Regions from separate parts of the Drosophila melanogaster genome. Here region 1 is linked to region 2. The links are chromatin contacts, called in public Hi-C maps. All regions are on one chromosome and are shown on one strand. Each heading gives the region's core, a stretch centred on a gene start, on an enhancer-like site or on the middle of the called end of the contact. The rest is flanking DNA. Distances are from core to core; before and after follow the strand shown. Region 1 holds the start of CG13014. Region 2 holds the start of CG4301.

Region 1 (4,164 bases), core at 575-3,074, 180 kb before region 2:
CCTGGCCCTCATTTTCTCCATCCAAAAGTGCGATCCAGCTCCCTTCTACCTATTTGATGAGATAGATCAGGTGAGTCGTCACATTACCTATAATTACGCATTACTTTATTTGATTGACTAATGATCTACTAATGTTTTGTGCAGGCGCTGGATGCAATGCATCGAAAGGCGGTGGCGAACATGATCCATGAGCTCAGCGACACTGCCCAGTTCATTACGACAACGTTCCGGCCGGAATTGCTGGAGAACGCGCACAAGTTCTACGGCGTGCGATTCCGAAATAAGGTCAGTCACATTGATTGTGTGACCAGGGAGGAGGCCAAGGACTTCGTCGAGGACGACAGCACCCACGCCTAGGAAATTGCCCCGCCCAAAACCTCATCCCTCAACCCACCACAACCATCTCTCGCCCCAATTATTAGTTTCGTAGGCGTACGATTTGTTTTCACATTCTTTTAAATCGTATACATATATATATATATAGTTTTCTTTCTAACGATACTTGCTACATTTAATTTTCCTTAACAATGAGAGTTAGTTTTCGGCTAGGCCGTGCTCGTTGCGTGGAACACTTCGAGCCGGCGAACAAAACCGAGAGTATAGAAACTCCAAGCCCAGATCAATATGTAATAAAGCGCATAGAGAAGTAATTTAAACTATATTTAAAACGAAAATATGTATTAAAAAGCTTATGCAAAAGGAAACCGTCTAATCCAATATAATTCCACACTTTTATGTATGTATGATAACAATGCAATAATTGTTTCGAAATAAGAAGTCTGGTTTATTACTCAAAAAATTGTTCAACAACGTGCATCTTATAATTAAATGTTGGTGTCTTAGAGCTTGGCAATCAAGGCTCCAGTCCCTGGTTGCCCGACCAGCTACTCTCAGCTGGCCACAGCGTCCAGTTGCTCCTGGATGGCATTCAGCGCAAAGATGGTGCTAAAGCACATGCCCACGGTGGCCACCTCCAATTGGCTGATGTTGTAGTGCAGCGGCAGTCGCCACAGGACAAAGTGATTCAGCAGAACAAGCAGGGCCAGGCCAAGTGACCACCAGTGCTCGTCGACGATGGCGATGCGCCAAAGACAGTGGACATTCCACAGAACACAGAGGCCCAATTGCGCGGCATCCAGTTTTATGAATGTGGCACCCAGTGGACTGCGACTGTTGCCGAACCACAAGCTGGTGACTGCAAGTGCCAGTACAGCGCTCCACAGTCCAAAGGCCAGACGCTCCCAGTCGGCGCCGAAGAAGTCACCCATTCGGGTGGCCGGATTTACGGTCTGCAGCTCGCCCACCACCAGGGTGACAAATAGGACGCAGGAGTAACGTCTCGACTTGTCGCACAGCAGACGCTGCACTGCGCCCGGATTGGGATGCGTGTGCCGCAGCAGGCAGAGCAGGCTGTGGCCAAAGTAGATCCCAAAGGCGGCCATCGCCTTGCTGCCGGTGCTCCGTTTCAGACCCCAGCCGGAGATCACGGCCAGGACGAAGTGGATCAGGCACAGGGCTAGCAGGGAGGTGCCACCACTGGACCCCGGCAAGGGACCATGATTCGGAGGAGGACTTCTGTTGGACACCATTGTTTTGACTTGAGAGCGATCACGCCGGTTGCCGGTGATTCCACCTCAAGGTGGCAAATCTTCCGTCCAGTTTGCGGACGGGCGACTTGATTCCTCGACCAAGTTTGTTGCCGATGTAACGGCGGATAAATGATCTTTAGTTAAACTTTATTAAATATTTGTTGCATCAAAACAATAACAAGATTTACGTCAATATTAAATCAGTATCGTATTTCGACATAAGCGTGGATTTTTTAGGTGGTTTCTTTCATCGATAGCGTAAATTCCTCGATAATATAACGGATTCGGTATAAGTGTGGACACAGCCTTGAAATATGCCTTTTTGAATTTGACTGTTCATCCGGATAAATATGCCTCTTGTAAAAGCATACTTGTAATAGGTCGAGTTCTACATAAGGAGAATACAAAAGTTTACAACAGATAGTTGATCAAACATTTCATTTTTATTTAATCAACTAGCATTCACGTGGACAAAAACGTATACAGATGTTATTTTTATATACTAGTGGATTATATAGTAAAATACTTAAGTTTTTAAGATTGTATAATTTCTAATAAGAAAAAATATTCTTATGGGCTTATTTTGATGTCAATGCAGCAAAATGTATGCTATGGTTTTTGAAAAGGGAAGTAATTTTCAGTTAACAATATAACCGTGCATTTTTTCTTATTATTTACGAACCTAAGAAGTCGTGTTTTATTGCATCGAATTAAATTACAATATTATAAGTTTTTAGGTTTAAATTACTGATTTGTTAAAAATTTCAATCCGATTTGAATAAAACTGCTAGTTGCTTTTTGTTCCATCCCTATTATATTATATCCAACTGAGAGTTTTCATATTTCCATACACCGCGAAACGGTCACACCGCACCGCATTCAGTCCAATCGGAATCGCTCCTCGATAAGCCCAGACAAATCACGCCTCTATCGATTTCTTATAAGAAAGGAAAACGAACGAGCGTGTTATCGAGTGCAACATTTGCGATTTGCCCTGCTGCGCGCGTGCACTTTTTATTAATCTCCCGTATAAATCAGATATCCGTGTGCATTTCGAACGCGCTCCGTCAACACACACACAAAAATTAAGTAAAAAGTTTAACACGAATTGCGAATAGCGAAAAAACAAAAGCTTAAACCGTCGAGTGTGAAAATTTCGAGCTAAAAGCAAAACGAAGTTAAGGTAAATTGCAAGCAGTCACTGTTTTTTTTCTCGTGCTATTTTCTACTTCTCATCCTCCTCCATCATCCTGCCCCCTGAACCCCTCCCCCAACATCCTCGACCGCCCCGCCCCCATACAATTGTGCAACACACGCACGCACACAGACGCAAATGGGAGGCTTGGAGCAGTTTCAAACCACCAACAAACACACGCACACATGCCCAGCCACACGCGCGCATATACATATACCGATATACATATGCATACATACAGCTGTATGTGTACATATTCCAATAAGAACGGGCCAAGACGTGAAATGTTTTTTTTTGTTGTGTGTGCATACATACATTAATTGCATTAAACGGGCAAAAAAAATACAAAATATGAAATAAAAAGGAGGAAAAAAAAGCGCAATGTCAATGTCCGCCCATGCCCGTTTCAATTAATTTTCCTGTCGATTTTTGGGCCCGAAAAAAAAGAAGGAAAAACAACAGCGAAAATACGCGAGTGCAACGGGTAAAATAACATGATACACACAGCACATGTGTGTGTGTGGGTGTACATTATATATGTATACATAGGCAACATTTTTTCTCTTATTAGTCATCTTTGGTGTGTGTGATGAAAAGCGATGAAATTTCAGCTGAAGCTGTACGTACATACATCCCCAACAAACAAATTTTTTTCGTGTGCAAAAAACAGCAAGAACAAGTGAAACAAGAATAATTATAACCGAAAAAGGCTGCCAAAGGCAACTGATGGAATGGAAATATCAGTAAAATTCAACAAGAAAACTTTCGTGTGTGCCTATGTGTGTGTGTGTGTGCAAACAAGAGATTTTCTCGAAGAGAGCCGCACGTAAATTACGGCTCTCCTCGTCCTGCGTCTGTGTGCTAGTGTGTGTGAGTGGCAGGACACCAAAAGCTACGAAATTTTCATGCTGTAGCAGCAGCACATAACGGTTCTTCCTTCGCTTTTCTCAATGTGTGTGTGTGTGTGTATGTGTATGTTTCTGTTCTGTTTTTTCTCCTTTTTTTTTACTGTTTTTTGCCAGCTCTGCTGCTGCGCAGTCTCTGCCGACGTTGAATGCACAGTCAGAAATATATTATAATTAATTAAAGTATTTCAACCATTTTAGCTTCATATTTCGTTAAATGATATATTTGAAATAAATGGTATTAAAAAGTCTCAAATAACTCGTTTGGCCATTATATTTTGTCTCTATCAAATTGGAAAGTTAAGCAGAAAAGTTAATCGCATATTCTATATGCCAAACGATAAGAAACTATTTATCTATGAAACATCAATTTGTTTCATAAAAACTGTGTTTCTTTCTGTGCGTTTCTTTGAAATTTGTTTGTCCAATTTGGCGCTCTCTCTTTTTGTTTCCCAGATCTCTCTCGCTCTCTCTT
Region 2 (3,911 bases), core at 289-2,788:
CCTTGACTTTATCCACTGCGCTGGGGCTTCAATCCTCACGAGGTTCATTAACAATTGTTGAGAGGTATTGGGGACAATGTGGCACCGACGCGAAACAATAGCATAACTGACTAAAACTGACCGATTTTGGTATCTCTCTAAAATACTTCGTTACCACGAATTCGTCGTATTGCTTATCGGTAATAACAGTTTTTTTTTTTTCGTCTTTACTTTTTTTTTTTTGTTTTTTTTTTTGAAACCAATAGCCGACTAGCCAGGTAATCTCTTCGCTAGATTCCGATGAGTAAGTTATTTCCGATCAATTTCCAATTGCCGAAGCTCGCACACTCTCGTTCAGGATAGACCAATCCTCTCCGAGGTGTTTGAAAGTAGTGTTCCATCGAGTTAACATGATTGTTGCACTCGGTGCGTTGTTATTGTTATAATGGTACGCAACACGCTATTATTGGCTATCAGATGATAGATGTTTAGGGAGTGCAATGCATTCGAGTCTTTTGCTTTCAGTTAACAGCGAACAACGTGCACGTGCTCATGAGAGCCACCGTCTGCCAAGACGTACTTGCTCAACTGATTAACTGAGATCCGTGCAAGAGCACCGGGTCCATAGTCCCTCCCATATCCTCACCCAGTGTACATTCTCTTCTTGGAGCAGCCAGTATTGAAGCTTTCCGGAGCAGCGAGACCCACCCATATCTAACCGCCTATATGTAGACTGCCAAAAAACTGATAAGATTATGAGTACGTATATCTAGGTGGCGAGCACATCAGCTGACTAATCGGCACCGTGCCCGGGATACATTTGGAGCGACATTTGGATGGCATGTTTCCCACTTGGGTTGGGTTCACTGTAGTGCAGAGCGTAAGATATATATACGTATATCCATCCAGCCGTTCGTCACCATGATCGTGGTTAAATTCTATCCAAATTCAACATCTTCTCGTCATTTTACGGTCCATAAATTTCGATAAGAGAGATACGGATATCGACGACATCCAGGGGCAGTTCTTTTATCACAAAGCTTTATCACTTTAAAGGCCATATGTAGTGGAGAACGATAGCTTTACACGACCACCTTGTATTTCACAATTTAATTGGCGTATTAAGTCTTAAGTCGTAGGTCTTTGAGATAGTTTTGTAAATTGAATAGTTGGTTTTTTTTTTAAATATTAAAACATAATCTTTTCGCACACACACACACACACACACGATTCTTCAAAACCCATGAAGCTATGCTAATTTGTTGCAGAATGTAAAAATATTCGAATGCCAGAATGTTTTCTTAGTTGAAATATCTGAGCGATGGTCAAACCTACCATTTTTCTGGCGATTAATTTGAGTTTGAAGAGTTGTAGTGCTGAGTCGTTTTGCACCGGAAGTCCTCTGGCCAAACAAACGGGTAAACAAACAGCGAGCTTTGCGGGCGAAATAAAATATATGTATGTACAAGACCGCTTATGGATCACAGATATAATATATATAGACTTTTGTATATATACTATACATATAGATTATTGTACACAGAATCGAAAGGAAAGAGAGACCTTCCACGCGCAAACTGATCTATTGGCAAACTGTCGAAGAATTGTTGATACCGATACCACGAACAAAGTCGCCATTCACATGGGCTAGCCTGGCGGACCTTTCCATGCATGTTCATGTATATTATATATATGTATATATATAAATATATATATGTGTGCATATATACGCCATTATTTATTCCCATAGCCAAACCCATACCGTACCCATATCGCACCCAGGCCGGGGTTTTACCAACATTTAGATACATATTCCTAAATGCGTTCATAGTCAGTGCATTGGCACTCTTTAATAGTTGGTAGTACCATGCTGGGCCATACGATCCTCAGAGCTACTCTCTTAGCTCATTTTTTGTTTATTTTTTAATATAGATTTTGTTTTTTTCGCTCTCGCGAGCGAATAAGCCAGCGGTTTTGTAGAAGAGATAATGTCGATAACAACAATCTTATCGCTCAACATTGAACGCATTGAACGGACTTCACACACGAACACATTACATATCCGTCGGGGCTTACGGACAAGCCTATCTAAAATCGTGCAACTTCCACATTGACTCACTTATCCCAAAAGCGAATGTTCCATGACCGATGAAACTTATAACGGGCTTCGACATGAGTCAATGGTAAACTATTCGCGAATGGTATGAAGACTATACGATAAGAAAAGAAAGGAAGTCAAATATAATAATCCTATCTATGTTGCATTTTTGCATTTTGGTGTAAGCTACCATTACGGAGGAGATATTAAGTAAGTTGTGAATGGCAAACGTATGATATGATAATCAATTACAGAATATGATAATTACATGCACTTTGGAGCCATAGGAAAACCACCCATCAGAAGGCATTCGTGGAGAACAGAGGCCATGATCTTAAGCATAAGCTAGCAATGGAGGATAAGCCAACATGGCGGATGAGTAATATTTTAAACATATCGAATGTTTTCAAGCATCCTCCATATTTGCCCTATTAATACCTCTTAACATAGCTAACTAACAATGTCAGTTTTAAGTTAATTTTCTATTTTTTAATTAACTCTTGATTTTTATAAGAATTTCAATAAAATAAAGAATGTAAATTTTTTATGTTAAAGCTTTGCCAGAGACGGTAACCCATTTAAGCTTTAGCAAAAGCTTTATGGCGTTAGCTTTTAAGCTGATCGAAAATCAACAACGACATTCATTTCCACATTCGGGAAAAAGTTTATCATATAGATTATAGATTATAAATTACACCATTGGGTATAATTTACACTATATTTTCGGGCTTAAAATACTTACTTTTAGTTCTTTCTTGCCCACATATCAAATAAACAAGAAGTAATTATAGGGTATCGCCTAGTCGGCTCTATAGTTGTCTACGAATGCCCAGAAGCAGAGAGTCCATAGCTCAAAGACCTTCATTTACTTTTGAAAATAGCCCCAAGTGCCACTGCTATAATCTAAGTGTTTAGCTGATTAGACCAGTGATTAGGGTAGTATGTAAGCCGATATCAGCTGGATTTGATATTCGAATTTAAGAAAGGCGATAGTACTAATCAGTTAAGGGAAAGCGTTGGCACATTTGGTGTGAAGCAATCTTTGAATGCTTACAGCAGTTCGACATGGTTTGAAGAGGAATGGCCAAATCGATGATATGGCAGCCAAAAATATTAAAATTCAATTTCATTATTAATAATCTGACATGACATGAGTCCATCTAATCTAAGCTGCGAGCGTGCCTAATAGCTACAACTTAGCTTGGACTAATCTGTCATCGGCAAAACGACGGAAATAAGTATAGGCTTCTTTTCAATGGGATACCTATTGTGACAGGGCCACTTGGGAGCCAAAATAGGTTTTATATAAGCGGAAAATGGAACATTATCTTTATCATATGCCAATTTATGTATGTGGCTAATTCAGGCTGGCTAACTTCAGTTCAGTCTAACGTCTGCTCCGAAAGGCACCACGCGTGCCAACCACCTAATGATTATCCGAATGAGCAAATATTACACTCTATATAGTTCATTAAATACTGGTAACGAATGGGAGCTGACAAGAAAAAGTCTGCGGATCCGCTGCGGATTCAGATTGGCGGCATCGAGAGTCGCCAGCAGAAGCCTCTCAATCGGGTGACGACCACCAAATACACCTGGTTCACATTCCTGCCCCTCAACTTCTACGAACAGTTTAGGCGGGCTGTTTACTTTTACTTTCTGATCATTACAATTGTATCGTTTTTCGTAAGTAAGTACGTTTACTCTTCCAAAATTGGACAATTCTCAATGGTCGATCCCTTGACAAATAGACGAAACGATATCGCCATTGGTTTCCCTGCTACCCCTACTCTTTGTAATGATCATTACGGCTCTAAAGGAGGGATTGGAAGAC

Evidence for each region. Hi-C and Micro-C count contacts between places; a contact is called where the count stands out from the background.
Region 1: a Hi-C map of the Kc167 cell line shows a contact between it and region 2, with 5 times the contacts expected there. The contact joins the promoter of CG13014 here to the promoter of CG4301 in region 2. A contact is called at or near these places in 6 of 107 Hi-C or Micro-C datasets (the Kc167 cell line, cellular blastoderm embryo and embryo).

What each region holds. Positions count from the first base shown.
Region 1 is chrX:16,585,533-16,589,696 of dm6, reverse strand. CG13014 reads right to left here and starts at 1,824. Exons shown (of 1, transcript NM_132906.3): 1 at 767-1,824. The coding sequence starts at 1,589. The coding sequence ends at 891. It overlaps CanA-14F (Calcineurin A at 14F), which reads left to right and starts at 3,032. Exons shown (of 2, transcript NM_001258788.2): 1 at 3,032-3,403. It overlaps SMC3 (Structural maintenance of chromosomes 3), which reads left to right. Exons shown (of 5, transcript NM_078650.3): 4 at 1-70; 5 at 145-701. The coding sequence ends at 357.
Region 2 is chrX:16,403,136-16,407,046 of dm6, reverse strand. It overlaps CG4301, which reads right to left and starts at 1,538. Exons shown (of 9, transcript NM_001258783.2): 1 at 1,315-1,538. The coding sequence starts at 1,317. CG9981 reads left to right here and starts at 1,925. Exons shown (of 9, transcript NM_001272682.2): 1 at 1,925-2,258; 2 at 2,332-2,550; 3 at 3,484-3,767; 4 at 3,829-3,911. The coding sequence starts at 3,566.